Linked DNA regions of Mus musculus: all the other regions are linked to region 3. Evidence: chromatin contacts called from public Hi-C and promoter capture Hi-C data. All regions are on one chromosome and are shown on one strand. The core of a region is the stretch at or near the end of the contact, and the rest is flanking DNA. Distances in the headings are between cores, read along the strand shown.

Region 1 (3,095 bases), core at 304-2,803, 190 kb before region 3:
GTTAGAAGTGCTTGCTACCAAGTTTCATCTGGACCAAGACCTGAGTTCCATCTCTGGAACCTACATGATAGGAGAAAACTGACTCCTGTAAATTGTCCTCTGACCTCCACACATATGCCATTCATGTGGCACATGCATACAAGTAAATCATAAGTAAACACATAAACAAATAAAGCTGTAGTAGTTTGAATATGCTTGGCACAGGGATTGGCACTATTTGGAGGTGTGGCCTTGTTACAAGAAGTGTGCCAGTGTGGGCATGGTCTTTATGACCCTCGTCCTAGCTTTCTGGAAGCCAGTCTTCTTCTGTTTGCCTTCAGAACAAGATGTTCAACTCTCAGCTCTTCCTGCACCATGCCTGCTTGGATGCTGGCATGTTCATGCCTTGATGATAATGAACTGAATTTCTAAACATGTAAGCCAGGCCCAATTAAATTTTGTTCTTGTAAGAGTTCCCTTGGTCATGGTGTTTGCTTACATCAGTAAAACCCTAAATAAGAAAAGCTATTTAGATAAATAATAGCTGAAAGCTTTCCTGTATTTACTGAGAAATACATGGGCACCCAAGTACAGTAAATGCAAAGGGCCCATTTAGATTCAATTGATTTGGTCCTGTTGAAGACACACTATATTCAAGCTCTCAAAAGTCCAAGACAAGAAATTCTAAAACCAAGAGAAGTATTCCAAGTCCCATATAAGCAAGGCCTTGGTAGACTAACACTAGAGTCTACAGCAAAAACTTCTCAAAAGTGAACTAAACTCTCCAAGTAACAGAGTTAGGTTGGCTAAATAGATTTTTTTTAAATGAAATTCAACTGTATGCTATCTATTTTAAAACAACAACAAAAAAAAAAACCCACAAGAAGGTGCCAAGGAATGGAAAGAAACCCATTAGCTCCCCCAAAGCAAAACAAGCACGAGTGTCCTTGGCATCCCCAGGCATGGACTACCCATGAGACTAGCCTACCTAGATGTATAAGAGCAGCAGTGCCTATATGTTTTCCAGTCTGAATCAGCAACCACTCACCATCCATTTGGCATGGACAATTCAAAAAAAAACTATTAGATACTTGGTCTGACATGGAAACCCAAACACCTCCCAAAAACAACAAATAAAGCCACAGACTTAAGCTATGGAGCTTGGGAAAGAGCCAGTGTGTGAGGATCCCCTTATCACACAGGACTTCAACAAGATATTTATTTTTATATGACAACCTTGTTTGATATTTAATAATTTAGTAAAACTTTGCAAGAAAAGATTAAAAATAAGTGGAAGAATATTTAAGGATATTATAATTGTTCTGCTTAATTTATGCATGCAGTACAGGTGTGGAAACAAGTCAATGTTCTTGACTCGCACGAGAGGAAAGTAGACACAGGTAGGCACTGGCAGCTGGAAAGAAAAAATTGTGTCTCTGATTCCCAAGGTAAATCATTCCTGTTATTTAACCAACTGAACTTTGAGATCAAGATTGGTCAGCCTCACCCTTCTCCCTCCCACAGGTAGGCGGGCAATCCTTACAGGATTTAGGCAGGAGGTAGAAAGGATTAGTGAGAGTGAGGACAGCAACAGAAGAGTGGATGAACTATGAGTGTCTCTGCTCTAAGCCCAACCCGATTTGCAGACAGCCTCTCTGGCTTCCTCCAAGTGGCCTCTGTGCTCGGTCTGCTCCTGCTGCTGGTGAAAGCTGTCCAGTTCTACCTCCACAGGCAATGGCTACTCAAGGCTTTCCAGCAGTTCCCATCACCTCCTTTTCACTGGTTCTTTGGGCATGAGGTATGAAGGAAAGAGAAGGATGGGTGGAAGAGAAGGGAAGATGGGTGTCTCAGAGACCAGCCATCAAATTCACAAGGAAAATCCTGATATATAAAGAGTCCAAGAGCTTCATAAGATGCCCAGCTCAGGCTGAGGCATGTCATCCCAACAATAGCGTTACTGTCTGACTGTTGCTCAACTCTATACTGATAGTCTTGCACTTTGAAAGCTTTGGTTGGTCCTACCTAGTCTCCTCCTCCTCTTCTGGCTGAGTACCTTTAATATCTCTACTGTTCTCAAACAACTTTTAAGTAGTTCCTTGACAAGTTACTTATGGCTATTCTCTCCCAAGCCCTGGGTTTGCCTGGGAATGCAAACATCAGAGAGACAGAAACCTTGCCCCTTGAAGTTCTTGATGTAACAATGGTGCACATCTTAGAAATTATCAGGCACAGGAAGGGTTCACACTGCTGGGCTGAGTGAGTGGCTGACCAAGACTAGAATTTTCAGGATGGGTAAATTACAAATTGAAATCCCAAAGTCATGGCACATTAAAGGGAAAGGGTGGGTAGGACCCTCATATGTGAACACTAATGTTAGTATTTCTACAGGGCTATGTGGCTCTTCTTCCTCTTTCCACACACCCTGCAATATAAGATACTTGGATTCAAGCACAGCATCACTTTCTTGTTCCACAGGGTTCAGCTAAAGAGCCTGGCACAAGTGTATGAAATTACCCAGAAAGGGAACTGGGAAGGGACAGTACTGACCCATTGCATTATCACCCCAGGAAATAAAGTACAGAGCCAAATAGGAGGATACATGAAAATGTGCACAACAAAGGATTGTGCAATAGATGTTCTTAGAAAGACATGGGTATGCCACGTTCTCTGAAGATCTGAGGATCTGACACTGTGATTCCTCTGAGGAACACAGCTCCATCCAACAGGACTCTCAGATTCAGCTCAGAACCCATACCCACATAGTAAAGCTATGAGTGATAGCACAGACAGTTCATCGAACTGCCCCACCTTCCTGGCAACTTCAGAAAAAAACAGCTATGTTCCTGTGCTTGCTCTACTCTTGTCTCCAGTCCAAAAACTAGGCAAGAGTCCCACGAACTTATCTTTTCTTCAACAGAAGTTCAAAGGTGACCAAGAACTACAGGAAATTGTGTCGTGCATAGAGAACTTCCCAAGTGCCTTTCCTAGATGGTTCTGGGGAAGCAAGGCCTACTTAACTGTCTATGACCCTGACTACATGAAAGTGATTCTGGGGCGATCAGGTGAGCATAACATGCTGTTGTGAAGAGATAAGCACTTTCCTCTTTGTTACTTGC
Region 2 (3,220 bases), core at 118-2,617, 210 kb before region 3:
ATTATTTAGACATTGATGGCTGAAGTGTCACTCTTTTCTAAAATTACACAGACTTGGGTCTTGAATGTTGGGTGGCAGATATGCTACAGCTGTAATGAGTTTGGACTCTCACCTGATCTCCCCAGAACCACCTTCACATAGTCAGGGTCATAAAGCAGGACTCGTATATTGCTCCCCGAGAGACACTGTAAGCAGGCACTTGGGAATTTCTCTACCCATATAAGAATCTGCTGGAGCTCCTTGTCCTTTGGGAACAGAACATCAAAGAAAAGTTGAATTCACGAAGATGTTCTTTGACATCAAGTACTTTGTGTGGTATGGAAGAGTCAGGACCACCACAGGGGCATAACTCTGGCATGTTCAAGAAAGGGTAGAAATTTGGGTTGGTTTGATAATCTGTCTTTTTTTTTTCTTCTATTCAGACCATTGCTGTGTCCCAGGACTTGTCCTGGCCAGATCCTGGAGTCTTGTTAGATGAAACTAAAGCTCCTTAGAGAAGCTACTGTGGTAAGAACTTCTGTGTTCTGTAGTAATTCTGAATTTTGCTCTTCTTAAATGTGGCTAGCGTGTGAGCCCTCAGTGAGTGACTCTTCATGCAGACCCTTACAAAATTACATTATACTGAGAGTTAGTAGCATAGTCAGCCATTCTTACTGCTTACATACACTTGAGGATGGGAATGGCAAATGAATCCAGCCAGTTTCATCTGCCCAAAGAACTTTCTTTATTGTAAGAGGCTTTCTTTCTAGATGGAATATTTTACCTCTAGAAAGCCCTGTATTGTAATCAGACATTTCTCTCCAAAATGGGCAGTTTCAATCTCAGAGGAAATTGATATACAACATAGAAATCATCACTTCTACAATTTCTCTCAGAGAACAACCTAGATTAGTTGTTTCTCTGTAGCTGACACCACATTTTCCCATGCCCTTCTACAGCCTGAGATTTGAGTCCATTGTCATAATGTGTCCTTTAAAAAGAAATCATGCTCCACATGACTAAGGCAAACCCACTCTTAGAAGTAAACCCAGCGTTCTTCAGAAACTACATGCTTACCACTCAGCAGACTGCCCTGTATACTAATACTAAACTCTCATAGCTTCATTCAGCTCTTCACACTCTTCCACCCTCTCCCTTCTTCCTACCTTCAGATGGTGCCCCCAAAGCCAGTGGGAAGGCATGCATGGGAAATGCTGGAGGGTCTTGAGCAGCCACTGCCTTCGTAAGTAGAATTGGACTGCCTTGAACAGCACCAGAAATAGACTGAGCAAGAAGGCCCATTGGAAGAACCCAGAGATACCATCCAAGTACCTTGTAGGGCTAAATAAAAAAAAACCCATGGTTAGTAGTTTCTGGATCACTAGTGTCACTAAATGTTTAGAAACCCGCATTTAAGTCATGAGAAGGTAGACACACCTACTTGTGGGAGGGGGAATGGAGAAGACAGACAGAGACTGACCTCAGAATCCAAAGTTTATTAATCTGCAACATCAGCTTTGGTAAACAGTAAAAACAAATCTCTAGTATCTAGTCTTGGTAACATCTATATGTATACCAATTCCCATTTCTCTGAACTACTCACAACTATTTATTGAGCACATATTGCATGTTATGTATATCCTTGCTGATGAGGTAAAGTCATGGACTAGACATTAACCTGGATATTAAGAAATTCACATTCTAATTTACCAAACATGTAATAGGTGTAGCTGCTTGTACTATTTTCCTAATTTCAGGGTGAAATGATGACAACAGTAGTTGGTGTGTTCAGATGAATGTAATTGCTGAAAGTTTCTACCTATAGTCATCTTTGCATCTGGACTCCAAATCCAGCTGTTTCTTCCATTTTATCTGAGACTTGTCACAGTCACACTCCAGATTGATCCAGGATGGATGTGCCAGCAGGTGGAACAGTGCAGTTGCATTCAGGTGGCTCAAGACTCAATCAGCCTCACCACATACACAGCCTGTGACAGACTCTTTCTCTGTCTCACTATCTTGACTGAATGGAATAATAAAACCTTTCTTTTCTAAATACTTAAATTGCCCATCACTTATTCAGTCACTCATTAATTTAAGAATATTTCTTGACCTCACATAGGGCAAACTCTAATAAAGAAATCAGTCCAATTATATATATATTATGCCTTGCCTGAAAAAAATTAATGTACACACAGAATAGATAAAGCGAAAGTTAAAAAAAATGAGATATTGAAGGATTACTAGCCAATCAATTGAAAAGTGCTGAGATAGTTTCCAACTACCTCATTTATTTATAGATTTTATGGAGATATTATTTAAGCAGAGAAAGAATGTTTTGGTTGTCAGTCTATCCATTAACATGAAGATGGATAGCTAGGAAGGCCCTGAGGATCTAGGAGAAGTTGGAGGAAGGAAAGAATATGATCAAATTATATTGCATGAAAAAAATTAAATAAAAAATAAATTTTAAAAATGACAAAACTTTTAGAAAGGAAGAAAAACAAAGAAGTTAAGGGGTAGAAATAAGCCTTTCTCTGGAATCTTTATCCTCACCTGGATCATGATTATCTTCCCTAAATTAATCCTAGTTGTGAAGACCACAAAGAGGCAAACACAAAAGGTATTTTAACAAGAATCTCTAGAAAGCCAGCCCATTCACTCTGCCAGGAATGTGTGTTTGCCGCTCACTTGATCCTTTATCTATCCAAACATTTTCTTTAACACCCACTACTTCATCTTCCACTGTGACACAACATGCATAACCCACTACTTTTTCTTTCTTTCCACAATTCTGAGCTTTGGTCAAAACCAAAGACCGAGAGGGACATGCTCCATACGTCTGAACTTTTAGCCCACTTTGTGGTCATTTTACAACTTCAAATATTTGTTGGATGAGTAAATGATTGAAAGATCCAGTCCATTTCTTGGGACAGGTCATTTTGTACCCTTTCTCCTTCCCTACTTGGATCCTCTCCCACTTTCAGAGTGGAATTCAGTAGTGGAAAGAGCTTTGGCGTCCAAGACTACTGCTGAATTTTAGTTTTGACTGTTTCCTTCTCTGAATCTGAGTTCTTTTTGTTTGACCCATATTATGGTAAGCATGAACACAGAGTAGGTAGGTACTTGACCTGCTTTCTCCCATAACTCTCCAAAACAATGTTGTTTTTTAAAAATCGAGGAATGAAACCAGAGACTTAATACTGTTTTTTTTTTTTTTTTTGCTACAGCACATTCTACA
Region 3 (2,895 bases), core at 13-2,512:
GAGAGAGGGGGGGCACTAAGACAAGCAAGGAGGAAGCTGCAGAATACATTAAACTTTTGGCCAAGAAAATGAAGGAAGCCAGAGAAAACTGCCGGGAATAGATTGTGGGGAAACATAGGCTGGCCTCCCTAAGAGCTTCTACTTCTGAGTGGGATTCCTGTCAAGATTAAGTCTCTAAGAGTGACAGACTTTGGAGCACTCACATAAACAGGATATCTTCATCAAATTCTTCTTTAAGGGCTCAACATTCTATGCAGAAAAAGAAAGACTGTAAGAGCCAGAGATAAAGGGTGGCTCCAGGAAACAGCATCTTCTAGACATAACAAGATTGACACACATATGAACTCAGACACTATGGCAGCCCACACAGGGCCTGCCTGCAAAAGTTCAAGGCAAGCAGGGTCCCAACACCATGAGAGGGAAGCAGATTAGGATCCCAAGCCTAATCAAGAAGATTATCTGCAACTGATACTTGATGGCAAAGGAAAAAAAAAATCAGTTTTCTCCAGTGGAGTCTCACTGGTTATAGTAACCACACTTCAGAGGAGGCCCCTAGCCCGGTAGTAGATAGCAACACAAATCAAACTCAACAGTATCTTTGTAGATGTTTTTGCCTCATTTTGCATTTTTTTAACATTGGCCTTTGGCATGTATATTTTGGTTTTTGTTTCTATGTTTTTGTGGTGATGTATGTTTTTGTGTTGTATTTCTTGTTTTTCTTATTTTGGCGTTGTTGATTTTGTTTGTTTGAAAGAGAGAGAGAGGGGCCTGGAGTTAGATGGGGAGGTGGGGAGGATCTGGGAAGAGTTGGAGGAAGGAAGAGCATGATCAGACTATGTTGCATAAATTGTTCTCAATAAAAATAATGTGTTTAAAAGTCACAAATATGATAAGATCTAAAAGCAGACACAAAACAAAATTCCTGAACTATGAGATTATAAATCCTGTCAAAAGGCCTGGGCTGCGGAAGTCACGTGACCTACCAGGGAAGCAACTGTTATTGTTTTGCTAAACAGATCTGCTTCTCCATAACTAAGTTAATGTCGGTGGAGGAGTGCTGCTGTCAGCAAATAACAAGCTACAAGTGAATGAGTATCCAGTCAAGAGTGAGACACGGATATCAGTCCTACCCACCCAACCAAGGATCAGGGAACAATGCAGAAGAAAAATGTAGTAAGTGAAGGATCCGTGTGGAATGCTGAGTTCTGCTCATGATCTTACAGCAGCTGCGACCGCCTACACAACATCTGCATACGATTAGGTCCTTCGCCCCCTTCCCATCGAAGGGAGAAGGAAGCACGCTTCCTTCCTGAGGACTTACATGTAGTCTCAGTTGATGAGGGAGAGATATTTCCTTTAGTTACAGATAAGGTACAGATTGTGCCTGTAAACAATCCTTCAGCCATGGCCCTGTAATCAACATTGATGAAACGCACTGGGTCGTGAAAATTTTAGAAAGTAAAGATATGAAAGAATTACAGTTTCTGATCTAAAGAAGTGAAGGCTGCAGCTCTCAGGCTTCAGACATAGTCTATGCCACTAAGTCACCAACATTTGTTCTGAGACTACTGTGAGGAAGCACTAATCCTCAAGAGCCAGAAAACCTGGGTCAAAATTCCAGGCAAACCATATACCAGCTCCAAGGCCACCGGACAGTCTCTGAAACAGATTCCATCTGGGAAATGGAGATGGGTATCCCTGTCAGGCAAAGTTGTTTAAGGTTAAAGCAATACATGTAGTTATGACTTGGATACACTGTGTTCAGTAAATGTCTGTCGTTTGTTATCTGCCTAAAACTCTGCAGAAGTTCTGGTCGGGAGAGGATCCTAAACCAAGCTGCTAAGCTAGATGTTTCTATGTTTCAGTGCTTCCCTCTGCTGGCCAAAGGAGGTAGCTCCACTGGGGGCGGGACGGGGGAGAGAAAGAGAGCAAAAGAGCGAGGGAGGGAGAGCGAGAGCGAGGGAGGGGGGCGGAGGGGAGGGAGAGAGGCCAAAGTCTGGCCTCTCGAGGCCAAAGTCTGGCCTCTCTGCTGGCTACCAAATCCCCCAAGGAGGTAGATGTGGTGTAGCACAAACAATCTCAGCTATCCAGCGGCCGTGTGAAGGTACATGCAGCCCTTCGCCTCTCTGAGCCTATCTGCTTAGCTGTAAGAATGGAGTGACAATCCCTACCATATTTCAGAATTGCCGTGAATCCCAAATGGCCATGCCTTTGGGACACTTTCCTAAGCTAACCTCAAGTGCTTTGTGGTCAAGCACTTTGATGTTGGGCATCCAAAACCCCAAGGAGGATCTGAGAAGTTGGCCCTGCACTTCAGTAGTCCCTCTCCAGGGGAAGAGGAACGTCTTTGTCTATGCATGTATCTTGGAGTATTTCCCCTATACGTTCCTTTAATGGTTTCATAGTTTGGGGGCTGACATTAGGCCATTTTGAATTGATTTTGGAGCAAGGTGAGAGGCAGAGACACTTTGTTTTTCTATGAATGAGCAGTGGTTTGAATGAGAACTTTCACTCATAGGCTCACATATTTAAATATATGGTCCCTGTGGGTGGTGCTACTTTGGGAGGTTACGGAATCTTTGGGACAAGAAACTTTGCTGCAGGAAGTATGCCGTTGGGGTGGGCTTTCAGAGCTATGGCATCACCTTACTTCCAGCTCACTCTCTGCTTCCTATATATGGATGGAGATGGATGTGATCTCTCAGCTTCCTGCATTGGCTGTGTGCTGCCCTGCCTCCCCTGCCTCCCCTGCCATTATTGACTCTTCCTCTGGAACCAGAAGCTGAATAAATTCTTTCTCCTTTAAGTAACGTCCAGCCATAAGTTTTATCACAGCAACAAAAAGTAACATATACACTGAATATTCCATTTTCCCAGCATTTCCACTACATTGAA

Evidence for each region. Promoter capture Hi-C pulls out the DNA fragments that hold promoters and counts their contacts. A called contact is a pair of places that touch in the nucleus more often than the background predicts.
Region 1: a Hi-C map of liver shows a contact between it and region 3, with 2.5 times the contacts expected there. The contact joins the promoter of Cyp4a10 here to the enhancer-like site in region 3. A contact is called at or near these places in 1 of 484 Hi-C or Micro-C datasets (liver), 1 of 115 datasets of contacts at active chromatin or transcription factors (embryonic stem cells) and 4 of 9 other capture datasets (adipose tissue, embryonic stem cells, liver and 1 more).
Region 2: a contact with region 3 is called in a promoter capture Hi-C map of liver, with 8 times the contacts expected there. The contact joins the promoter of Cyp4a14 here to the enhancer-like site in region 3. A contact is called at or near these places in 13 of 39 promoter capture datasets (3T3-L1-derived adipocytes, the C10 cell line, cranial neural crest and 8 more), 9 of 484 Hi-C or Micro-C datasets (LSK cells, embryonic stem cells, lens fibers and 3 more), 1 of 115 datasets of contacts at active chromatin or transcription factors (hepatocytes) and 3 of 9 other capture datasets (adipose tissue, liver and pancreatic islet).

What each region holds. Positions count from the first base shown.
Region 1 is chr4:115,516,734-115,519,828 of GRCm38.p6, forward strand. Cyp4a10 (cytochrome P450, family 4, subfamily a, polypeptide 10) reads left to right here and starts at 1,554. Exons shown (of 13, transcript NM_010011.3): 1 at 1,554-1,777; 2 at 2,897-3,041. The coding sequence starts at 1,589.
Region 2 is chr4:115,494,774-115,497,993 of GRCm38.p6, forward strand. It overlaps Cyp4a14 (cytochrome P450, family 4, subfamily a, polypeptide 14), which reads right to left and starts at 1,368. Exons shown (of 12, transcript NM_007822.2): 1 at 1,146-1,368; 2 at 113-245. The coding sequence starts at 1,340. Gm52676 (a long non-coding RNA gene) reads left to right here. Exons shown (of 2, transcript XR_003955098.1): 2 at 423-3,150.
Region 3 is chr4:115,708,134-115,711,028 of GRCm38.p6, forward strand. No RefSeq gene overlaps it. Among named protein-coding and RNA genes, the nearest start is that of Efcab14, 28 kb to the right of the region's middle. Within about 2 kb of position 1,263, at least 26 of the 459 cell types and tissues checked have an H3K27ac peak or open chromatin away from gene starts, as enhancers often do. A contact at or near this core is called in adipose tissue, liver and uterus, where this site is marked.